Regions from separate parts of the Muntiacus reevesi genome. Here region 1 is linked to region 2. A link is a contact called in public Hi-C data. All regions are on one chromosome and are shown on one strand. The core of a region is the stretch at or near the end of the contact, and the rest is flanking DNA. Distances in the headings are between cores, read along the strand shown. Region 1 holds the start of KATNAL1 (katanin catalytic subunit A1 like 1). Region 2 holds the start of HMGB1 (high mobility group box 1).

What was found. Hi-C and Micro-C count contacts between places; a contact is called where the count stands out from the background.
Region 1: a Hi-C map of muscle shows a contact between it and region 2, with 6 times the contacts expected there. The contact joins the promoter of KATNAL1 here to the promoter of HMGB1 in region 2. A contact is called at or near these places in 2 of 3 Hi-C or Micro-C datasets (blood and muscle).

Annotation. Positions count from the first base shown.
Region 1 is chr11:28,623,487-28,627,473 of mMunRee1.1, forward strand. KATNAL1 (katanin catalytic subunit A1 like 1) reads left to right here and starts at 2,671. Exons shown (of 11, transcript XM_065901903.1): 1 at 2,671-2,991.
Region 2 is chr11:28,476,693-28,480,594 of mMunRee1.1, forward strand. It overlaps HMGB1 (high mobility group box 1), which reads left to right and starts at 2,248. Exons shown (of 5, transcript XM_065901895.1): 1 at 2,248-2,391. LOC136144299 (a long non-coding RNA gene) reads left to right here. Exons shown (of 3, transcript XR_010658521.1): 3 at 1,671-1,856.

The DNA.
Region 1 (3,987 bases), core at 1,421-3,920, 150 kb after region 2:
GACCCCAGCCAGCTGCCTTGCAATTGCGAGTAACTGCGAAGGAGGGAAACCAGATGAGGGATCGATGGATTAGGTGAACCTGTCACCCCAACTAAACATGTGTTCAGCTGGGAGCCGAGCAGTATCAGCTTCCCCAGGAGAAAAGGAGAATCTATTTATAGCCTTATTGTATATGCACAGTTGTGACCAAATTGCTAGAGGTGACAGGTCTGGGTGTTGCTTCTGTGCTCGTTACACAATCAGGTTTTGTTCTGGATTTTCTCGTTTGAATGCTGTCATTTCTTCTGCACAATAGAAGCTGTGATCTTATAGACTTTGGTTTCTTTTTTCCCTCCTAGACATCAGATTCAGCTACTGGCAACCCCTTTCTCACTTATACTAAATAGTTTTCATAAAACTAGTTTTGTACTAAATAGTTTTACAGGCTACCACTCTGTCGGTAGCCTAAACACGTCATGTGCATAAGCTGCTTAATACTTACTGAGTAACTATACTGTGGGCTGAATCAAATAGAATATGCAGATATATTCTGGGGTGAAAACTATTATTTTAATAGCTGGCCCTACAGTTTCTCTTGGCAATGTACTTTCTTGATATAGGAACATACTTTGATAAACAGTTTAGGAATAGAAGGTGGCCGTTAAGTATAGACTTGGAGACAAAGATAAGTAAGAGTACTAAGTAAGGAGAGTATATCCTTCATTTAAAACACTTCAGTTGCTCCAAACCTTCAGAAGACTCTGCTATACAAACAACCAAAGAGTCTGCTTTCCACATCATGAGGCAGCAGGAGAGAAAGGCATTGCAGGAGGTGGGATGTGAGGGAGTCTAACTGTTCAGAGAAAACTAAAGTTTGGAACCAGAATTGACCCTGAAACTGTAAACCCCCAGGGAACATGTGACCTTGGAGAGAACCCTGGCCTTCTGCAGGAGTTGGAAAAGGGACTTGAGTCAATTTCCACAAAACCCCTGTGGACAAGGTGACCCCAACTGAAAACTGGATGACATACATGGCAGCTTGCTATTTTTAATCATGATTTCTGGAGAGACATATATTACTAGAAAACAACAGGGCCAGTAATACCTACTTCCTCCTCCATTTACTTCAATCTGTAGGCCTCATTTTCCTCATCTACATTTCTGGAAACTGGAGCTAGAATATGTATATGGTCTTTATTAGCATCTACAGCTCACTGGAAGGACTGATGCTGAAGCTCCAATACTTTGGCCACCTGATAGGAAGAGCTGACCCACTGGAAAATATCCTGATGCTGGGATTGAGGGCAAGAGGAGAAGGTGACAGAGGATGAGATGGTTGGATGGGATCACCAACTTGAAGGACATAAATTCGAGGAAACTCTGGGAGATGGTGGACAGAGGAGGCTGGGGTGCTGTAGTCCATGGGGTCATAAAGAGTCAGATACGACTTAAAAAGACTTAACAACAACAGCTCTAATAACAATCGTAACATTTTTAATGTTCCTTTTTGAGGTAAATTTACTTACAGTGAAACATACAGATCTACAGGTAGCATTTCATGGGTTTTGACAAATGCATATACCCTCCTAAAGTGAAAGTTGCTCAGTCCTGTGGGATTCTTAGGGACCCCATGGACTGTAGCCCACCAGGCGCCTCTGTCCATGGGGATTCTCCAGGCCAGAATACTGGAGTGGGTGACCCTTCTTTTCTCCAGAGTATCTTCCCGACCCAGGAATCTAACCAGGGTCACCTGTATTGCAGGTGGATTCTTTACCAGCTGAGCTACCAGAGAAGCCTCCTAACCCAAACCCTAAGCAAGATACAGAATTTTTCCATCACAGAAAAATTCTCTCTTCAGGCAAACTACACCCTCTCCTCCAGGCTCCCACCCTTCTGGCTCTGATCACCACGGATCAAGAACTAATATTTAAAAATTATGTTTAAATCCCAGCATTGTAGGGTGCTTCATTAGTATCAAAGCTTTTATTTCTCACAAGTCCTGTGAAGCAGCTATTACCTCCATTTTGCATACGAAAACGTTGAGCATCAGTGTGATTCACCTGCCCCTGGTTATCAGTGTTTTAGAAGTTGTTGCTCTTAACCTCACAGCATCTCTGAGGCGGGTCACGAGCAGTCCACACCGATTGCTGTTACTGCTGCTAAGTCGCTCAGTAGTGTCCGACTCTGTGCGACCCCATAGTGGGCAGCCCACCAGGCTCCTCTGTCCCTGGGAATCTTCAGGCAAGAACACTGGAGTGGGTTGTCATTTCCTTCTCCCCTACACCGATTATTCAAGGGTTATTAGAGACCAACTGTCAATTGAAATCAACACCACCTAAGAAATTCTCAAGCCTTCTGAATAATTGTAAAGGCCGTGTGCATTACGTTTTAGTAAATGATTCGTTTTATCCCACTCAGAAAATGGCAGAAAGGAGGTGTGAAAGGTTGCAGATTTGGTTTTTACTGGTGAAGCCCCAATGAGGTGGCTTTTAGGTTCCAAACACGCCAGACGGCCAGGCCAGTGGAGGCTGCCAGGATGGGCGGCGAGGGAGGGGCTGCACCCGCGACCTTTCCAGAGCCGGCGCCGCTCCTTCCTCTGACGCCACTCGCATCTCTCTCAGGAGAGAGCGGACTCGCGTCCTGGCATGGGGGTTGGACGCTGCAGCGCAGGACTCGTCGGCGACCCCGGAGCTCAGCTCGTCAGCCGTCCCCCTCAGTGTCGCGGTCTCCCTCCGCTCTACGGCGCACCCTCGCGCCTCCCTGTTCCCGCAGCCCCGGCAGCTGCCCAGGCTCCTCCCCGAGCCGACTCCGAACCCTCGCGCTACCCCCCAGCCCCACCGCGCGGCCCACGGCTGTCATGGCAACCGGCGGCCGCCGCCGCCGCCGCCGCCGCCGCCGCCGCCTCTTCACGCACGTAGGGAACTAACGGACTCCGCGGCGGCGGCGGCCTGTGTCCCACCCCAACCCCACCTGGACCGCGGCAAAAACTGTCGGCCGACCTGCGCCACCTAGGTAATGAATTCGAGGTGGGGCGGGGGCCAGCGAGAGAGCCGGTGGTGGGGTGCTTGGGTGGACAGCCACACCCCAGCTCCCGCTGCCGGAGACGCTGGGGCCATGCGCGGCGGGGGAGACTGCGTGCTGCGCGAGGGGGTGAGAGAGAGGCCGCGAGCGGTGGTCGCGCGGGGCGTTATGGGGATTGTAGTTCAGCGGCTCCTCGGGCCTGCGGCCTTGGTGGCTCGGCCCGAACGGGCGAACTACAAAGCCCGGCGGCCCCGACAGCTGGGAAAGACTGATAAACTTTGAGCCGGCCTGGGGAGACAGGGAGAGTCTCTCTTTCTGGTGAGGGGATTCTGGGGTGGTCGCTGAATGGGGTTCTGAGAGCTAAAGGGGAAGTGGAGGTGAGACTCGGGCGTTCCGCTCTGCCATTTGTCCCGCCCCGGCTGCAGCGCTGTCTCCACCCCGGCCCGGCCACCGCCCCGCGTAGAGTCGGGGAGGAGTCGCCTCCGGGGCTGCGGGGCCTCGGGCCTTCGGCGCCTCTCACCCTCCCTAGTTGCTGCCTCTTGGTGCAGAACCGTATGTATGGCACACTTTTGATGGGCGACCGAAAAACTATATTTTAACCGATTTTTCTCCTTTCCCTGGTTTCCTCCTTTATTGCTAGGTGCTTGATCAGATTTATTCTGAAGTAGTTCAGAGGTGTTTGCATTAATTAAACCCATTGGTTAATAATTATTCAAAGGGCATTAATGTTTAAAGGTTAAGTGTGGAAGTAGATAAAAGGTACCATGCTGTTGTGTAGTAGTATCTGATATTTTTTCCGTTTTGCATTTTATTTATTGAGGGCCAAGATTACAAAGTGAGCACTCCTTCACCTCAGCCTACTAGCCTGAACACTACCTACACATATTTTTATGCCATTTTATGATTATTTCAACTTTGAATTACTACATTTTTTTTTTTTAAGTACAGGATTGTGTTTTTAATCTAAATTTTTAGCAGTGGGTAGTA
Region 2 (3,902 bases), core at 998-3,497:
ATGAATTTAAAGAGGTCAGCATAATCTTAAATCTTCGAAAAATAAGTTTAATCTTTACAACCACTTAGTGATAACTTCCATTTTATAGCTGAAAGATTTGAAGCACAAAGTTTAAAAAAAAAACAAAACAACTTGTCTGAGATTATAGAGCTAGTAAGTAGCAGAGCAAGGATTTGAACCCAGGTCTATTGATATTTAAATCCAGTGCCTGTTACTTACCATAGCATCCTGCTGAAATAGAAACCTGTGTTGGGCCCATTGTTCTCTTGTTGTTTTGTGACCATAAACTGACCCTGGAAGGAGTAAGCTATTAGAAATAACTGGTAAAAGCATCTAAAAAAGTGGTTGATCCAGAGCAAACCCAACATTGCTCCTGGAAAATACTGATAGTACAATCTTCAAGTAATAGTCAAATTTTGACATCATGGATGCCATTTAAAGTGTAATCATTCTCATGAATATTTTGTAATATAGTCACTGAGAAGATAAAACAGAATTAAAATAACCTAGATTTAAATAAAGCATAAAATTAGATTAATAGAGGGAAGTGAAGAGCATATATGTGTAAAACAGTATAAAAGTTAACTTTAGATGTTTGCTTTTTTAAACACCAATGACTTTAAGAACATTATATTAGTTTATATATTTTTAATATTATTTCTTTTCATGTTCATATAGCATGCATTGTCCACTCACCAAGACTATAAACCCTGATACCAATTATGTATATATATTTTTTTAAGGAGTAAGCATTAAAATCATAGTCAGGAGAGGTTATCTCTCTGTCTGTTCTCATGTAGCTTAATAAATTTGAGAAAACATGTTGTGGATGTTTACATGGGATATATGAAAAAAAATTAACAATAAATTGATTTAACTTTGGTCCGTTAAATTTGGAGGAATTGGCTGGTGGGTTTAGAAGTGTATAAACATACCACTCGAGAGTGAAAAAAAGGGAAGTCTGTTGTAACTGAATAGGGGTGTGGTCTGCTCAGGCTAGAGAGCAATAGATAATAGTTTCATAAAGGGCTGATATAACCGTATGGTCTCCAGAACTGGCTATTAGAGCCCGCACATTTTCCTCACAGACATAATGTAAGTTTGTCTGTTAAAACCAGGCAACTTGGTGGGTTAGGAAAGCCACAGCCTATGGATTTGGGCATGGGCACTCTCTGCCTCCATCTAATCCTCCGGGTAACAATATACCTACAACTCCTGTAACCCTAGAGCAGTTACATGGATGCACTAAGTGGTTCGATGGGAAGGAAAGATAGCATCACAAGGATTCGTTTGATTATCATAGTAATCCACACCAAGTCAAATAAAACAGCCCAACAGTTAAAAATGTGGTCTCTAATGAATTTGCTAATTCTAGCAGGCCCTCCCAATCATTTCCTGCTAGAGTACCCCGTATCGAAATGAAGTGGCTGTGCTTTAATTTCATGGAAGAATCGTTTGATTTCCAGGAAGTTAAGACAGGGCTTTGTATTTAAATAAAAAGTTCCAGACAAGCTGTGAAATTCGAGCAAACCAAGAAAAAGGATGAAACTAAATGCCTGTTGGGTGACTCAAGATTTCAGCTGCTCTGCAAACCTGACAGTACGGGCTTAAGAGCCCAGAAAAGGGGTGTTTTAAAAGTGACTGACTGGATCATTGTCACTTTCTTATAGGAAAAGCCCTGACTTTCCAGAGATCTAAAGTGTAATGCAACCATATGTGGTTGAGAAGTTCGAATCTTGGCTGCCTTCGCCCCTCTGCACAAACAGAAACCCCGGTTTTCGGGGACCGTGATCTCATCGTGTCGCTCTCACTTTTGAAGGTCTGTTAAAAGTCTGGGGCCTCTTATCTCAACGGCTGTGGAAGTGAGTTTGGGGTGAGAAAGGGGGGGGGAGGTCTGTGGGTGTCTCTTTTGCCTGAGGAGTTGGAGACACTTGTGGAAAAGTCAGGCCCTTTTCGCTCCGGCGGCCGCTCGGGTGTGGGGCTGGCTTGGGTTAGACACATGCACACATACACCATAGAGCTCTGCTTTCCCGTAGCAGCTGCTGCCTCTGCCTCTGCCTCTCCCGCCTCAGCCTCTCTGCCCGGCACACACACACATTCAGATTTGCGCGCTGTTTCAATCCTTGATGACGTGTCCCCGGAGACAGCCAATAGCAGGCGGGCTCTGGTCAGGACAATGGGAGGTATCGGGCCAATGAGCGAGCCCCGTGAGTTGGCGGTAGCCAATAGGCGCGGCGCTGGCTGGAGAGTAATGTTACAGAGCGGAGAGAGTGAGGAGGCTGCGTCTGGCTCCCGCTCTCACAGCCATTGCAGTACATTGAGCTCCATAGAGACAGCGCCGGGGCAAGTGAGAGCCGGACGGGCACTGGGCGACTCTGTGCCTCGCGGAGGGTGAGTCCGGGGCAGCGCCGCGGCGGGGAGAGCGCCTCCGGCAGCTCCTCAGCCCGCGCGGCGGCCGGATCCCCGCGGCCGGGAGCCGGCGGGTCAGGATCCACACAAAGGCAAATGAGGGGGGACCGTGGGGGGAAACTGCGCACGGAGCGAGCCTCCCCTCGGGCGCCGGGAGCCCTGCCCCGCGCCGAAGCCCCGGCCCCCGGGGCCGCCTGAGGCGCCGCGAGCCCCGAGCCCCGCGAGTTTCCACCCCCGGCGGCGTCCGCGCTGACTGGCGCAAAAAAAAAAAAAAAAAAAAAAATTTTTTTTTCCATTAAAAAAAATTTTTTTAACGTGTTTTCGAACCCCCAGGGCCGAGCGTTCGGGCGACCGGCGTGCGCGGGGGGCGGCGGGCCGCCGGGCGGGCGGGCGGCGCTTCACGGCTGCATTGGCCGCCGCAGAGCCGGGCGCCGGCGGCGAGCGAGCGAGCGCGGGCGGGCGGGCGGGCGCTGCGGGCGGGTGGCGGCGCGGGGCCGGGGCCGGGGGCGGCGGCGCGGGGCCGGGCCCGCTGGCCTGAGCCCGAGCCTGGGGCCGGGCGCGGCGGCCGGGCGGCCGGGCGGCGGGGGGGAGCGGCGCCGCGGCGCTCGCTGGATAACATGGCTGACTCGGCCCGGCGCTGCTGGCTGGAGAGAAAACAAGGCGGGCGGGCGGGCGCGGGCGGGGGGGAAGCTGGGCGCAGCAGTTCCGAGGCAACTTTTTTTTTTTCCTCTTCTGCCAGCCCCGCGTCCCCCCGTGTGCGGGGGCGGCGGGCCGCGCGGAGGGAGACGGGGAGCGGCGGGCCGGGGGCGCCTCCCGAGGTGGAGGCCCCCCCCTCACACACAGACACCGCGGTCGGGGGAGGGGGAGGGTCCGGCCGCGCGCCCCCCGCCCCTCCCCCCGGCCGTCATGGCCGAGTGTGTGCGCCAGAGCGCGCCGCGCACCCCGCCCGCCGGCGCTCGCACTCACACTCTCGCACACTCACTCTCGCGCACACACTCACACACATACACACACAAAGGGAAGGAGCCATATTCTCTCGCTCGCCCTCGCGGCGGCGGCGGCGCAGGCGGGGAAGACGCGCAGCGGCCATTCCGTGCGCGCCGGCCCCGGCGGCCGCGGGCGGAGCCAGCCCCCATTTCGAGCGGGGCTGTTCCCTCCGCCGAGCCGACAAAATGGGGGAGGCCGGCGGGCCTGCGCGGGGCGCGGGCGCACGTGGCGGGCCCCGCGCGCGGGGAGCCGGGCCTGGAGGCCCGGTCGCCGCCCCCCCTCGCCTCGGGGGGGGGGCGGCCTCCCCGCGCGCGGCCCCGAAGTTGGCGGGCGGGCGGGAGTAGGGGGGCCCCGGTGGCGGGAAGGGGTGCGGAACCCGCCCCGCGCTGCGCCCCAACTTTTCAGGGCTTGAAAATATATATATATACACTCTCCGAGTGGGGGCGGGGGGCAGCCCGAGCCACGAGCAGGAGTGGCTTTTGTCCCTCATCCTTGTTTACTCGAAG